2 separate regions of the Capra hircus genome follow, and region 1 is linked to region 2. A link is a contact called in public Hi-C data. All regions are on one chromosome and are shown on one strand. Each heading gives the region's core, a stretch centred on a gene start, on an enhancer-like site or on the middle of the called end of the contact. The rest is flanking DNA. Distances are from core to core; before and after follow the strand shown.

Evidence for each region. Hi-C and Micro-C count contacts between places; a contact is called where the count stands out from the background.
Region 1: a contact with region 2 is called in a Hi-C map of liver, with 2.5 times the contacts expected there. The contact joins the promoter of ADRA2B here to the enhancer-like site in region 2.

The regions. Positions count from the first base shown.
Region 1 is chr11:2,187,433-2,192,520 of ARS1.2, forward strand. It overlaps ADRA2B (alpha-2B adrenergic receptor), which reads right to left and starts at 3,143. Exons shown (of 2, transcript XM_018054838.1): 1 at 1,364-3,143; 2 at 1-871. The coding sequence starts at 2,703. The coding sequence ends at 871.
Region 2 is chr11:2,076,579-2,081,741 of ARS1.2, forward strand. It overlaps KCNIP3 (calsenilin), which reads left to right. Exons shown (of 9, transcript XM_018054834.1): 6 at 1,461-1,568; 7 at 2,271-2,375; 8 at 3,023-3,085; 9 at 3,656-5,163. The coding sequence ends at 3,703. Among named protein-coding and RNA genes, the nearest start is that of GPAT2, 38 kb to the right of the region's middle. Within about 2 kb of position 2,688, at least 1 of the 5 cell types and tissues checked has an H3K27ac peak or open chromatin away from gene starts, as enhancers often do.

The DNA of each region.
Region 1 (5,088 bases), core at 1,893-4,392, 110 kb after region 2:
GGGGCCCATGTAGGGCTTGGAGCCCCCCTAGGAGTCCACAGGGCCCCTACCCACCTGCTCCAGCCCCAGCACACTCTCATCTCACCCCATTCCCTTGAAGTGGGTATCTTTAGAGATCTTGGGGAAACATTCACCAGCTTGACGACAAAAGATTGCTCCCCCATTGTGGGGGAGGGGGGTCCAATCCAATGAAAACCCTCCTGGTGTTGCAGGTGAAATGTTGAGAAGTTGTCATGCAGCCTAATAACTCAAATCTTTGCAGGCATAAGAACACATTCTCAAGGAAATCCTTGAACTGAAACTGTGGTTCTGTCTGCCACTCCCCACTTCCAGTTTGGGGTAGGAATTCACACCCCAGGCACAGAACAAAAGTCTACAGGAAGACAGGCAGTGGTAAACACAGAAAGGGGGCATTTTTATATCACCGAATAATCACATTTTCTGGTTCTCTAGTGCGTTACCCCATGGAGCTCAACGCTTTCAGCCATGCCTTTCATCTCCCAGCGGCAAGTAGGCAGCAAGCTATTGTCACCCCAGTTTTTGCAGGGGGTGAACGCTAGTGATCAGGGCTCTCCCATGGAGGAGGAGGCCAGGCCTCCAGACCACTCCACTGAGGCATCCACACATCCACCCACTTTCCAGAGGGGCACCGAGTGAGGAAAACTATACAAGACTCTGGTCTTTAAAGGAGTTACAAACCCAAAAGCAGGATGAAGGCAAAAAAGGGCCCAGAGACAGTGCCAGCCCATAAAACCCCACCCAGTGCCTCACTGGGACATGGGCACCCAACATGAATGCCTGTCATCATTTCTGCTTCTTCCTCAGCAGCAGGCCTCCTGGAAAAAGTGGAAGGCTGGCTTCCTGCTGTTTTCTAGGGGAAGAAGAGAAAGAAAGAAAACACCGCAAGTGGTCAACCAGAAGACACGGGATTCTCAGGGGAGGGAAGCCCACCAGTGGTTGGCAGGGGTTTGTGGTTCTGGGAGGGGAGCCCAGAACATTCAGCTACGTTCAAGATGGGCCAAGCCTCGTCCATCTGCCCTTGCATAGGCAGTGGGTGGAGAAGATGGCCCCCCACAGCCAAGCCAGCAAGTGTGTGTGAGTGTGTGTGTGTGTGTGTGTGTGTGTGTGTGTATGGGTTAGTTGCTCAGTCATGTCCAACTCTTCGTGACCCCATGGACTGTAGCCCGCAAGGGGAGCCTTCAAATAGACCCCCTGACCCTCCCAGGGAGTCCCCAGGATGAGGCTTCAGGACCCGGAAGGGACCAGAAAGCCCAGGGAGGTGGCCACCTAAAACAGGGTGAAGCAGGGTGACCCTGGCACCACCGGGCACCACCCCACACGGGCAGCAGGCTGGCGGGCTCACCAGGCCGTCTGGGTCCACTGGCGGCACAGGATCCTCCGGAAGGCACGGCGAAAGTCCTGGTTGAAGATGGTGTAGATGACGGGGTTCAGCGAGCTATTGCAGTAGCCGATCCAAAAGAAGAACTGGAAGAGGCCGTGGGGCACCTTGCAGTGCAGCGGGCAGATGGCACCCAGGCTGTAGCTGAAGAAGAACGGGAACCAGCAGAGCACGAAGACGCCGATGACCACGGCCAGCACGAAGGTGAACCTCTTCTCCCGGCTCAGCTGCGTCCGCCGCCGCCACCACTGTGCCCCCGCAGCGCCTGTGCCCCTGCCCAGGAGCACCTGGCCACGCAGGGTTGCCAGCACCCGCAAACCCTGCGGCTGCTGCAGGGGTGGGCTGCAAGCTGAGGCAGGAGGCGCCGGCAAGGCCTGCGGCTCACAGCCCTCTTCTCCCTCCTCTTCTGCCTCCTCCTCCGGAGATGAACCGCAAACCCCTTCCTTCTGACCCTGCCCTGACTTCGGGATGGCAGGCCAGCTGGGTGGCAAGGCAGGAGTGCCAGGGGCTTCAGGGGTCTGCCCCTCCCCCTTCTCCGCTGGGTGAGGTTGGGAGCATCCGTTGGCCTCTCCAGGGGTGGCCAGTTGAGAGGCCAAGGTTGGCAGTTTGGCTGAGTCTGAAACTTCCCCGGGGACAGGGTGTGGCTGCTTAGACTCCCTCCCCCCAGGCCCCCCTTTGGCCCTGGGGCCTCTGCAGTGGCTGCGCTTGGCGATCAGGTAGATTCGCAGGTAGACCAGGATCATGATGAGGCAGGGTGCAAAGAAAGATCCGATGCTGGAGGCCAGAATGTACCAGGCCTCCTGGTTGAGCTTGCACTGAGGGCGGGCCAGGGGCTGAGGACCCTGGTCGCCCTTGTAGATGAGGGGTGGCAGCGAGATGACCGCTGCGATGAGCCACACGATGAGGATGATGAACTTGATGCGGCGCGGGGTGCGCTTGGAGTTGTACTCCAGGGCCCGGCTCACCGCCCAGTAGCGGTCCAGGCTGATGGCACACAGGTGCACGATGGAGGAAGTGCAGAAGAGCACGTCGAGCGCCAGGTACACCTCGCACCAGGTGCGCCAGAAGTACCAGTAGCCCAGCAGCTCGTTGGCCAGCGAGAAAGGGATGATGAGCGTGGCTACCAGGATGTCGGCGGCGGCCAGCGACACTAGGAACAGGTTCTGCGGGGCGCGCAGCGAGCGGCTGGTCAGCACAGCCAAGATGACCAGCGCGTTGCCGAAGATGGTGAAGAGGATGAGGAAGGTGATGACCGCCGCGATGGCCGCAGTGGCCTGCACCGAGTAGGGCTCCTGGTGGTCCATGGCGGGGCCGGACGCGGCCAGAGCGGGCGCTGCTCGCCCCAGCGCGCGCACAGCCGGCGACGGCGCTGTCCCACCCAGGTCGGCTGGACGAGGGGGTCGCCCCCCTGGCGGTGCTAAGGGCGCTGGAGCCCCATGGCCAGGCCGAAAGGGGTCGGGGGACGCCCCGGGGCCGGCCGCGGCCCTCCTACATCCTGGTGTACCGGCGCCCGGCGCCCCTGCCGTCCGCCCCAGAGAAGTTTACCAAGTTGTCCCTCTGAGGTCCCCGCCCCGCCGGCAACCAGGGGAAAGTTGCGCCCTGACGCGGGGAGGCTGCTGGACTCACGCTGGGGCGCGGGGCCCGGCCGGCCGGGCAGGGGGTGCGCAGCCGGTTCGGAGGAGGCGCGGAGGCAGACCCGCTCCCGGAGCTCCCGTCACCCGGAGCCGCGCCTGCAGGCAGCACGCCGCGGCCGGGGAGTAGGGAGGAGAGCAAGCGCGGCTGGAGGAGGGAGGAGACTGGAGGCGGGAGCGGGAGGAGGCAGGGAGGCGGGGCGGGCGGGGCGGCGGGCGGGACCCAGGGCGGGTGGAAGGTGCGCCTCGCTGGGGGGCGCGCGGGCCGCAGCCTCCCCGCGCCCCCGGCCTCCGCTCTGGCGCCCCTGCCCTTTTCCTCCCAGCCTCCACTCTGCGGCAGGTCAGAGAGGCCCGGCGTCTGGGATCTTCCGGACCGAGGGAAGGATGCCGGCAGAAGTGGAAGGGTCGGTGCACCAAAGGAGCCGGGACGCGGCGCTGGAGGGTCCGCGGGCGCCAGGCGGGATGTGTCTCCTGCGGATTGCGCGGCTAGGGCCGAGCCCTCGGGTCTGGGGGGTGGCCGCAGGCAGATCTCTCCTCCCCGCCGCCCAAGAGCCTCAAGGAGAGGGTGGGTGGCTGTGTCGGGGCTCTGGCGCATCATAAACCACACGCGCTCCCCGGAGCCCGAGGGGCCAGAAGCCGAGCGGAGGGCATGAGGCGAGAGGGCAGACCCTTCCCCAAATGCTTTCCCGCCGCGACTGGACTCCGTCGGGCCTGCGGACCTCGAGGAGGCGCGCGTGACAAGGTAGCGAGCGCCCCCTGCCGCCGCCCGCCTGCGAGCTTGTCCTCGGCCACCGAGGACCCGAACGGGGTCGCTGAGAAGGCTCCCAAGCCTGGGGTCAAGCAAGTGCTCAGAGCCTGGGATTGCCGACTTCAGCTTTCCTGTTTCTCCTGCACATGCCTCAGTTTCCCCTATTAAGGGCAAAGAGGTAAGAAAAAACTGGCCTCGAAATCAAGTCTCGGCAACACCTGAGACTCAGGCGGGGGAAGAGGGTTGAGGGGCGGGTGGTGTCGGGCAGTTGCAATCTCCGACCTCCTGACCAGCAGGAAGAGGATGTCGCCTGGTGCAGAGTGAGAAGATCTAGTCAAAGGCGGGGTCTTTTGACACAATCTCTCAGACAGTAGAGAATCTGCCTGCAATGCAGAAGACCCAAGATTCCATCTCGGGGTCAGGAAGATCCCCTGGAGGAGGGCATGGCAACCCACTCCAGTGTTCTTGCATGGAGAATTCTATGGACAGAGGAATTGGTGGGCTACAGTCCATGAGGTTGCAAAGAATCAGACATGACTGAGCAAGTAACTTTCGTTTCAGAGAATATGTAGGTTCCAGGGGCAACTTGCAAGGAAAGAGCTGTGCAGTGACCCTCTCCCTGCTCCAGTCTTGCTGATGGCGCCCGCCCCATGCATGCTGCACACCCCTCTTGAAGTGGCCCTGGAAAGTACAGCTGAAGTAAGAAGAAACTTCCAGTTAACCACACACTCAGTCCTGTCTGACTCTGTGACCCCATGGGCTGTAGCCTGCCAGGCTCCTCTGTCCATGGGATTTCCCAGGCAAGACTGGAATGGATTGCCATTCCCTTCTCCAGAGGATCTTCCCGACCCAGGGATCAAACACAGGTCTCCTGCATTGCAGGCAGATTCTTCACCATCTGAGCCACCAGGGAAGCCCAATTAAGCGCATACCCCACCCTGACTGCCTTCTGGCCTCAAAGTGCTTCAGAGGACAAGGGCTCCCCATGCACCCTCCTCCTACCCACACTCCCTGTGGCCACTGCAGTGCCGGCCTGGGGAGCTTCAAGGGCATTTTTTCACTGTTTGCAGAGCCTTTAATGCTATAACCCCGGCCTAGACCCAGCCCTCATATTTCTAGCCCATAGCTGTACACGGCATCCTCCCCTATAAATAAGCATCAATCTGCTTCTGAAAGTAGGGCTCCTCCGACGGACATGGCCTTGATCCAGCATGCCTGCTCCATCTTGATGGGAGCAGGGAGTGTGGCCTCAAGGTGCCCACAGTGTCTCACCCCCAGCCAGGCCTCCAACAGAGGGCAAGACTGAGGGG
Region 2 (5,163 bases), core at 1,438-3,937:
TGCCATTTCCTCCTACAGGGGGTCTTCCTGGCACAGGGATCGAACCCACATCTCCCATGTTGCAGGTGGGTTCCTTCCCCCTGAGCCACCAGGGAAACCATTCTTATTGTAAGGATGCCAGATTTCTAACCCCTGAATCAAATGGTTCCTGCGATTTTTTTTTTTTTTTTTTTTGGTCCTGGAATACTTTTTGTTTCTTCAAAACTGCTTATCTTAGTTTTCCTTAGTCTGTCTTTCTCAAGATACAGGCTTCCTCTGATCCAGAAAATCAAAAGTTTGAATGAGGTCCTGTTGGTCCAGTGGTTAGGGCTTGACACTTCACTGCTAGGGCCCAGATGTGACCCCTGGTTGGGGAAATTAAGATCCCACAAGGCACGTGGTGCAGCCAAAGATGAACATTAAACTTTGGGTGGGGACCAAGCCCCTTGGAGGAGGGCCCTGTCCCTTCACAGCCTGCTGTCCCCCACTTCTCACCTTCCAGACAGCCCCTCGCAGCTCCCCTTCTTTCAGAGCAGCCTGGGAGACCCCGTGGGGCAGGAAGGGCTTTATCTTCGAACCTTCTGGAAGTGACAGGAAAGAACTGCTTTCCACCAAATGTTCTAACAAAACAGTTGTTTTCACACAAAAGCTGTTTGAACGTTCATACCTTGTCACGTTAATCATAATCTGCCCCGTCTCAGATGTGACTGCACACAGGTGCAGCAGAGCCCCAGAGCTGTTGGTTTCGTCTTTAAGGAGTGGTTTTTAAGCACTTGACTTCCCTGGTGGCTCAGACGGTAAAGCATCTGTCTACAGTGTGGGAGACCTGGGTTCGATCCCTGGGTCGGGAAGATCCCTGGAGAAGGAAATGGCAACCCTAGAAAATCCCATGGACAGAGGAACTTGGTGTCCATGGGGACGCAGAGAGTCGGACACAACTGAGCGACTTCACTTTCACTTTTAAGCACTCTGGCATGCAGGCACTTGATAAAGTGGACAGCGCACACTCTTCACGGAAGGAGCACCCTCAGGCCTTCGCTGTCAGCGGCAATGCATCGGATGGGTCTTATGCACCAAACGTTTAGGAAGTCCCTGGTGCCCCAGTGGTTAGAACTCCACGCCTTCAGTGCCGCGGGCCTGAGTTTGATACCTGGGCAGGGAACTGAGACCTCAAAGCTTCGCAAAAAAAAACCAAAAAACAAAAAAGTCATACATTTGAATGTCTTTTCTTTGAGACGATCAACACCAGCCACCATGCCATCCCCACCACACAGATGCACGCGTGCACGCACACACACACACACACACACACACACACACACACGCACGCACGCACATTGTATTCACCTGAGGGGCACCATCCGCCCGGTCTGTGACGGAGGCGCCTCACCTATACAGATGTGCACTTCAGTGGAAGCCACATGGCAAACTGGAACTAGATTCTGGGGCCTAGGCTGTCACCCCCCCACCTTTCTCCACAGGACTTTGTGGTTGGTCTCTCCATCCTGCTGCGAGGGACAGTCCATGAGAAGCTCAAGTGGGCCTTTAACCTCTACGACATTAACAAGGATGGCTACATCACCAAAGAGGTACGCGGCTTCCGGGGAGCTGAGGGTAGCCTGTCTGCCCGCTCCGCTGCTGCACACCCCCAGCCTCTTTCCTCCTCTCTCTCACTGCCCTCGTTTCCCGTTTCCCCTCCCTGTCCAAAGACAGAGCGCCCAGCCTGCCCTCGGAGGGGACAGTGGCCAGGAACTCTTCTGCCAGGCTCTCGGTCTGGATACCTGGGTGTGCGGAGCGTGGAGCTTGTGTGCCCCTCACCACACGTCTCCGTCCCCGTCAACAAGGTCCCCGATCGCCGTTTCTTACGACGAGGTCATGTGGGAGACCCGAGTGGAGAAGCTGGAGGCAGGGGTGGGGGAGCTGGCCTTGGTTCCCAGCAATCGAGGGAGGGCAGTGTGGTCCCGTAAGGTAGGGTGTCAACGGGCCCCCAGTCCAGTTTTGTTTGGCCCAAACACTCTTGTGTGTGTAAGAAATTGTTCATATACCAAAAAAAAGAAGTATTCCGTATACCAGAGTGTTTGGCTGGAACACTCTTTGTACATGGAGTAGTTGCTTTTCATATAGTGTCAGGTTCTAGAGTTTGCACATGAAAACCTATCTGCAGATGCCCTCGTGCTGGGTGGACTGGATGGGGCTGAGTCTCTCTCTCTGGCCCGTGCAGCCCCGCCCGCTCACCCACCTGGCAGCCAGGCTCATGCCAGCCCCTCCGCCTTCCCCTCACCCCCCCGCAGGAGATGCTGGCCATCATGAAGTCCATCTATGACATGATGGGCCGCCACACCTACCCTATTCTGCGAGAGGACGCACCCCTGGAGCACGTGGAGAGGTTCTTCCAGGTGAGCTCGCGGGGAGGGGCCGCCAGAAGAGGAGGGAGGGCCTTCCGCCCTCAGGGCCCCCTCTGTGTGCCTTCCTACTCCCGCGGGAGGTGCAACTGCCCTCCCCCATCCGGCTGGCTGAACGAATTAAAGCCATCCCTGTGCCCCCCACCTGCTGACCCTCATCTCAGAGCAGTCGGGCTCCTGGATTCTGAGTCAGCCGACACCCCCGGCCAGAGCTTCTCCTGCCCGCTGCCGCCCCGTCTCCACCAGGGACTTCTCTCCGAGGAGAGGGGGTCGGGGTCACCGCTCTGTGTCCATGGGGCCCAGGGGGACTGAGGCTGCATCTCCCGCTTGCTGAGGGCCCTCAGCCGCTCCACCTCCCCAGCTGCCTGTCAGGGAGGTGAGGGGGTCCATGAGCACAGGGGTCCCTGCTGGGAGGTGGCTGAGGTTGGGGGCGGACTGGGGAGACAGCAGAGTGGTTGACAGTGTGGTGGAGGTGGCTGGAAAGGGCGCTTATGTGGCCTGGATCCCAGGGAGGGGGCCGAGGGGACGGGCTGGGGTGGAGGGCGCACGCCCACCCGCCCGCCCACCATCGCTCCTCAGGCCTGGGGCAGGGGCAGCCCCAGCGGGACACAGCCTCACTGAGGGCATGGCTTGAGTTGCAGAAAATGGACCGGAATCAGGATGGGGTGGTGACCATTGACGAGTTCCTGGAGACCTGTCAGAAGGTAGGCAGCATCAAGGCTCGGAACCCCTGCGTCCCGGCCCTGCCAGTCCCCTCCTCAGCGCAGACTTCCGACATCCACTTGCACTGTTTCACCGGCGCTCACTGCTGCCCCGCCCGCTCCTGCCAGCCCACAGCCTAGCCAGGCCACGTCCTGCAGCTCTGCCCTCAGTGGACCCATCAGAGGGGATGGACCCGGGGCCCTGAGGACTGGGTCACACTGTGGGAAGGAGCCTGGAGTCCCCCCACCCTGGCATTGCAGCTGACTGTCTTCTGCAGAGCGCTTTCAGCGGGGAGGACGCTGGGCCTCCACCTGCCTCCCTCCCCTCGGCTGCCCTGGCTACATCTGGGTGGGCGGCAGTTGTCTATCAGTGGGTTATCAGCTCCCAGACGGACTGGCCGTCAGACCCTGGAGCTGGACACAGGCTCTGTGTCACCGGCTCCTCCTTCGTCCAATGAGACGGGAAGAGTCCCTGGAGGGCCACAGGTCCCTAATGAGACCGCGAGCACAGTGAGGCTGGAGATGGGCCCCGCCCAGGGCTGACCAGGCCTCTCGTCCTCTCTCTCCACGCAGGACGAGAACATCATGAGCTCCATGCAGCTGTTCGAGAACGTCATCTAGGACTTGTGCGTGGGGAAGGTGGGGGAATCCCTGAGTGGCTATCACCACCTCTTCCCCCAAAGAAACCTCAGTCCTGCCAGGAGCAACCTCCATGAAAAACTTTTTTCTAATATATTTGCACAAAGTGAATAGTTTGCTCCACACACACACACAAACACCCTCCCCGCCCCCCCAACACACACACCCTTCATCTGGGCTGGCAGGTGGAGGGACAGAGATGAGAGAGGGGCTAGGTCTGGCTGGGAGCTGAGTCCAGGGGACAAGAGCCGCACAGCTCCCAGCACCCCCCTCCCAGGCCTCTTGGGTCGACAGCTGAAAGAGAGGCATCTTCAGGCCTCTGGCTGCTGGCTCCTCTACAGATGAGGGTCCAGCCTGCAAAGCTAAGGCCCCAGCCCTGCGAGCCCACTTGCCCGCCCCTCCCTTCCGCCACCCTTCTTTCCCACTACACTCACATGTCAGGCCCTGGGGGCTGTTCCGACCTGCTTGTCCCAGCCACTCCCTGCCCACCGACGACCCTTCCAGAATGGCCCTCAGCTCAGGACCCCAGAAGGGCAGCGCAGGGTCAAGGGATTTCAGACCAGGAAAGAGGCGGCACTTAGACAGAGCCTGCTGCTTCCTGGAAGTGCTTCCCTGGGTGTCAGGACACCCGCCGTCCGCTGAGCTGGTGTGAGCCCCAGTGGGGATGCACCAGTGGGCACTGTTCTCCACCCAGTAAGGGGGCTTGCCAGTCTGGGGACTGGGGTTCTTGGTGGGAATCTGACGGGACCTCTCTGCCAACGCCGCCTCCCTCACTCCAGCTGGCTCAGTGAGGGCGCAGCAGGAGGAGCTGCCCACAGCCCTCAGGCACCCAGGTCATCATTCAGGGTTCCTGAGAAGAGGTCCCAGGGCTCAGGGCCTGGCAGCCAGGGAGCCCGGGGGGCCAAGCAGACCTGGGAAGGGGCTTCTCTCTCCTGTTGGCCCCCATCTCCTTTGCCCACGTCAGCTTGGATGAGCTCCCCTCTTCGTGGTTAGGGTCCTGGAGCCATGTGGCTGCCCCTTCACACACAGGCTCACCCCAACCCCATGTGCAAAGCACAAGTGCCCCCAGAAGCTCAGGCTGCAGCCCACGAGGGGAGCCTGAGACTCTGCTTTTCAAGGCAAGGCCCTCCTGGTGGGCTGAGGCTTGGGCCCCACCAGCCCACATCAGGAGGCCCCTGGGGTTCTGTGGGGAGTCGGTTCTGTGCCTCCGAGCAGTGTGTGTGTGGTGGGGGTGGCTTGAGGCCCCACCCCCGACCCCGGACTCCCCGAGGCAGCCCAGCTCACCAACATTCAAAAGCACAAACCCCAGGGATTCTGCTTGGCCGGGTACTGCCCTGAGGACGGAGGCAGACGCCCGCCGGAGCCCAGCGCCGCTAGGGGGCGCGGGGCCCAGGGGCAGGTCACCAGAAGCCGACGGGAGCAGGAGCGGGGCTGCTCCCCCT